Linked DNA regions of Sus scrofa: region 2 is linked to region 1. The links are chromatin contacts, called in public promoter capture Hi-C maps. All regions are on one chromosome and are shown on one strand. The core of a region is the stretch at or near the end of the contact, and the rest is flanking DNA. Distances in the headings are between cores, read along the strand shown. Region 1 holds the start of NEURL3 (E3 ubiquitin-protein ligase NEURL3). Region 2 holds the start of DUSP2 (dual specificity protein phosphatase 2).

Region 1 (2,700 bases), core at 135-2,634:
ACAGGTCCCTGGGTCTGGAGAAGGCCAAGTGGACAGGTTTCCAAAGATTCAGCAGGTCCCCTTGTCAAACCAGGATCATATTACAGTGTTGATGATTAATTAGAGGCTGCAATCACGGGTTACAATATCCAGGGAATTTCCTGATGACTTTTGCCTTGCAACAGGCCTGCTGCAGCTGGCTGTCCCGGAGGAAGTGGGGACTGAGCAGATGGCCTGCAAAGGATCTGGCGGTAGACTTCTCTCTTCCTTCTGAGCCATTGTTCTCAACCCAGATTTGCATTATCACTGCTGGGGCATTATCATAAGTACCTGTACCCAGACCTGCCCCCCGAGACCTCAATTGCCCCCAGACCTCTGCCCCTGCCCCCAGAGATCCCAGTGGCCTGGGGTGGGGCCAGCATCAATATTTTCTAAAAGCACCCCAGAGGATTCTAATGTCCAGTGTAGGGATTCACTGCAATTGACCCCAGCACACAGGAGCCACACTGTTGCTGAAGGGGATCGAATTGAATTAGCTGCATCCCAGGATCTGGGACGCTTCCCCAAGCCTGGGTCTCTGGCAGAGGAGGAGGGCCAAGCAGACAAAATGGGAGAGGGGTGGACTGCTCCCCAGCCTAGCTGGAGCTGGAAGTCCTCTTCCCAGAATCGCAGCGTCCCGCAGGAGGTCATGGCAAAGAGGTCAGAGAGTTTCCCTTAGAGAAACTGAGGCTGGTGACAGGAGAGTGGCCCTAATCACTAGCTCTAACCTAGCACTTCTCGCATTGCCACATGCATGGGAACCTACCTCCAGGCACCTTATTAAGATGCAGATTGATTCAAAAGGGGCATCTGGGATTCTGCTTTTCATGGAAGTTCCCAGTTGAGGGCTCAAATTGGAGGTGCAGCTGAGGCCACAGCCACAGAAACACCTGATCTGAGCTGCATCTGCGACCTACAACACAGCTCACTGCAACGCCAGATCCTTAACCCACTGAGTGAGGTCCAGGATGGAACCTGCATCCTCACAGAGAACACACTGTGTTCTTAACCCCGTGAGCCACAGTGGAACCTCTGGATTCTGCTTTTCTAACAAGGTGGATCTGTGAACCCAACTTTAGATGATAAGCCCTAAAAGTTAGTTTGGAGGCTTACAGGTACCCTGGCCCTTGACCTCCAGGCTAAGGCCTTCCCAAGGCCCCAGATCAAGGCCTGACCACTGACTACTCTGAACTGGCTTTAACAAGGTAGATGTGCTCCATGCATAGCCCTGGAGTTGCTGGGGACAGTGGTGCTATTGCCTGGGCTGAGAAGTTTGGCTGAGGTAGGGGGAAGGATGGGGGAAGCTAGAGTTCTGCCCCTGGTGTTAATTTGTCCTCCTTTACCCTCCCTGGGCTCTGGTGTCCTCATGAGTAAAACAGGAAAAGAGGGAGTTCCCATTGTGGCTTAGCAGTAACAAACCCGACTAGTATCGATGAGGATTCAGGTTTCACCTCTGGCCTCAATCAGGGGGTTAAGGATCTGGTGTTGCCGTGAGTTGTGGTATAGGTTGCAGACGTGGCTTGGATCCTGTGTTGTTATGGCTGTGGTATAGGCCAGCAGCTGCAGCTCTGATTCAGCTCCTAGCCTGGGAACTTCCACATGCTGCAAGTGCAGCCCTAAAGAGAGAGAGAAAACAGAAAACCAGGATGAGCTGCTCTGTGGGCCCCTTCCAGTCCCAATGGGCCAAGACTGTGGTCGTGTTGACAGAGAAGGGACAGCTGCTTCCCAGTTGACTTCAGAAGATGTTGCTGAAGGTCCAGTGACCTTCTCTTGAACACCGAGCCCCCTGCCAGGCTCTCCAGAAACAGTCTCCCAAAGGTCAAAGGCAAACTGTTGAGAAGTCAACAGCAATCACAGTAAGTCCACGGTTGGTGCTTCCGGCTGGCCCAGCCTATGGGACCAGGGCTAGGGGCATCCCCTTATCTCTGGGCAGTGCTGGAGCCAGAGAGCCTGCCTTCCCTACCTCCCCCCCCAACCCCGTATGGCTGGCTGCCTGCCTTGGGTGGGTTGGAGCAAGAGCACCTTGTTGATAAACCACATTCCTATAAAAGAGATAATTATGGAATCTTATCAGGGAAGTCAGGCCTTGAGCCTCAGCCCATCTGGAAAATTACTGCACAAGTTCTGGACATCAGGCTGCCCAGTGTCAGCAGGCTGGGGTGGTATGGTCTCATCTTTAGGACCTCAGCTGGGTGGGTGTCCTGAGAACTGAAATACTGCCTCAGGACTGACATCCAGGGGATGGGGGTGCCCAGGCCACCCCACCCCCCACCCCCGTCACACAACTCCCATGTCTATTGATTCAACAAACACTGCTAAGTCCAGTGCCGCATTAACTTGCTAATCCTTGCAGGAACTTCTTGAAAAGTTCTATGTATTGTAATAATTATCATTTTACAAATGGGGAAACTGGGGCACAAAGGGGTGAGCAATTTATTCACAATCACAAGGCAGTAAGTGACAGACCAGGGCGTGCCCAGGCAGGCTGGCTTCAGAGGTGATGCCTTAAGTGCCAGGCTGTGCGTCCCCCACCATCCTCACTCAGGCCACCGATGGCCCCTTGGGACGTTTAGCTGCCACTAACATCTTCCCCATTCGACTGACACTAGTGGGGGCTTTATGGATAGTGGCTGACTGGTTGCCACCTCAGGATGAAGACTGAGCCCTTCCCTCCCCTCCAGG
Region 2 (2,700 bases), core at 193-2,692, 310 kb before region 1:
CAGACAGGAAGGTGGGCTGGGCAAGAGACAGGTGCCCCAGCTCCTGCCCCTGGAGCCCCGCTAGGTCCCACGCCAAGGCCTGCCTCTTACCAATGAAGCCGATAGCCTCCTGGAACCAGGCACTGATCTCCACCATCTGGTTGTCCTCCACAGGGATGCTTTTGTAGCGCAGCAGGCCCTCAAAGTGGTTGGGGCAGCTGGCCGAGACATTGAGGACCGCAGTGATGCCACAGGCCTGCAGCCCCTGCAGGTCAGATGAGTGGCTGCAGCTGCCCAGGAACAGGTAGGGCAAGATCTCCACAGGGCCACCCTGGAGAAGAAGAGGCAGAGGCAGCGGTGAGAACTCAGCTCTGGCCTAGAGGGCTGGAGCACCGCGGTGGGTGGTTGTTGGGCATAGACACCGTGGCAAACCGGCCAGGGAAGAGAAACCCTTAGCCAGTCCTAACCGGGAATCAGACATGGGGACACGCAGAGATATACACTCACAGACAGACATTTCCCCCCAAGCCCCCAAATTACGCTGCTCATAGGACAGACACAGACTCTCCGAGATGCTCACGAGCAAGTAAGGCATACACAAAGGTGTTCTCCCCTTTAGGGGTGAGGACACACATACACAGGTGACTGTGGGCATAGACAAACTCCTGCTCCCACAAATGGCAGACTCTTTCCCCAGAGGCGCCTACCCTTGGGGTCAGCGGGACATTGACAAGGAACCCCGATCTCAACTCACCTGGTCATACAAGGGAGCCCTGGGGTCGGGGCGGCTGTTTTCGGGCAGCATTGGCAGGGCGGGGGACTCAGAGCACAGATCGGGGCAGCAGGCCTGGAAGCCATCGAAGCCTCCTGCAAGTTGGATCAGGACACGGTTAGCCGGGAGGGCCCGTCGGGGTTCGGGGACGCGGCAGCCGAGGGCGGGGAACGCTGGCCGGCCGGCACTCACCTGGCAGGAAGTACACAAGGGTGGGCCCGGCGCGGGTCTCGTGCAGGAGCGCGGCGAGCAGAGCGTGGGCTGGACCGTCGGGCGGGAGCTCGGCCACCGAGGCGCTGCCTTCATCCAGCACCACGGCCCGCGCCAGCTCCCCGCGGGCCAGGCGCGCCCGCAGCGCGCGGTCGGGCAGCAGGCAGGCGAGGGCGGAGGCGGGCGAGCCGCTCGCGCGGCGCCGCAGCAGCGCGTTCCAGGGCACCGGCCGTGCGGTGCGCACGTGGCGGCGACAGAAGGCCAAGAAGGGGCGGCAATCGAGCAGCAGCGTGCGCTCGGCCTCCCGCGGCTCCCGCAGGAGCGCGCCCAGCGCCGCGCAGTCCAGCTCGCGCGCCGCCTCCAGCCCCATGTTGTCCGTCTCCCCTCCTCCCTCTCTTCTCCTTCCTCCCTCCCCGTGCGCGCTCCGGGCTCTCGCGGCGGCCGCGCTGCCTGAACCGTCTGTTCCGGGCTCTGACTGCAGTGCCCTGGCTTAAGTAGCTGTGGGCCGGCCTCCCGGGTCACCATACAAGGGCAGAGCAGGAAGGCGCCCGCGCCGCCCCCGCCGTCTCACGCGGGGTGCAGCCTGGGCGGGCCCAGGATTGGAGCGGGCTGGGGGACTGGGACGGGGGCGGGGCGCTGCGGTGGGAGAGGAAGCCCGGGACCAGCACGGAGGGTGTTTCCCCAGACGCCCCCTTCCCACCTAGGCGCCCCAGGGCTCTTCCTGAGCGCCCTAACCCTCTGACCTGACTTCTCGACTTCTCAGATGCACATCCCCCTCCTCAGGGGGCCGTGGTGCCCCTCGCTTCGCTTCCTCTCCCTTCTCCCTCCTCCCTCCCAGGATTTACCTTCTCCTGGGAATCTGTGACAACAAAAGTTTACATCTGTCTGTTGCCACGGGTGGTTTCCACACTGCTGGATGGGGAACCATGTCTTGATGTGCCTCTTCTCTTCTGCTTAAAAGACCCTGGTAGGGAGGGACTCTATTCCCCCACCCCCCATTTCCTGGCTGAGACCAGCCAGGGGTTTTGCAGCTGCTCAGTGGCCAAGCTAGGCCAGAACGTTGTCCTCTGAGCCCAAGACCCTGGCATGGCATGAAGAGGACCCCCAGGGCCTTGGCCTGGAGCGGGCAGGGGAGCCTGTGACGACTTTCCAGTTGGTAGAGCAAGGCTTCCTCCTCTGAAGCCCAGGGAAACTCCAGGGGCCAAGGGTGAAGCACTTCCCCAAGTCACAGGCCAGCTCTGAAGGGGAACTCTGCTGACGCTGCTGGGCTCTCCCTGAGGCCTTGTGGGAATTTCAGGAGCCTCACCAAGGGAAAGAGAGAGAAGAACTACCAGAATCTGCCTCCCCCGCCCTCCCCCGCCACTCCCACTCAGCCCCACCTAGACCTGCAGCAGGGGCCCTGGACGCAGGGACCCAAGCCTGGAGATGAGCAGTAAGACTGGGGGAGCAAGGGAATCCACATCCCTTCAGCCCGCCCCCACCCCTGAGGCGGATGTGGTGAGTCCCAGGTGTGCGTGGGGGTCTGGGCCCCTGGGCTGGGGCTAGAGATGTTGGCAGTTGAACTCTGAAGCAGAGACATTCAGGTCTGTGGGGACAGTACCCTGGAGTGGGAGCGCCCCCACCCCCATCTAGCTGCATGGGATTTCAGAACCCAAACCCCTAGGCCCCTCTCCCTCCCTCCAGTCATTACCCTGGGGCCTAAGGCCCTCCTGGAGACCCAACTAGTATCCATAAGCAGC

The links. Promoter capture Hi-C pulls out the DNA fragments that hold promoters and counts their contacts.
Region 2: a promoter capture Hi-C map of fetal liver shows a contact between it and region 1, with 4 times the contacts expected there. The contact joins the promoter of DUSP2 here to the promoter of NEURL3 in region 1. A contact is called at or near these places in 2 of 5 promoter capture datasets (fetal liver and liver), 9 of 47 Hi-C or Micro-C datasets (alveolar macrophages, embryonic fibroblasts, fetal skeletal muscle and 6 more) and 1 of 2 datasets of contacts at active chromatin or transcription factors (alveolar macrophages).

Annotation. Positions count from the first base shown.
Region 1 is chr3:46,740,320-46,743,019 of Sscrofa11.1, reverse strand. NEURL3 (E3 ubiquitin-protein ligase NEURL3) reads right to left here and starts at 1,384. Exons shown (of 4, transcript XM_003124839.5): 1 at 1-1,384.
Region 2 is chr3:47,051,185-47,053,884 of Sscrofa11.1, reverse strand. It overlaps DUSP2 (dual specificity protein phosphatase 2), which reads right to left and starts at 1,442. Exons shown (of 4, transcript XM_021087101.1): 1 at 944-1,442; 2 at 734-846; 3 at 91-310. The coding sequence starts at 1,331.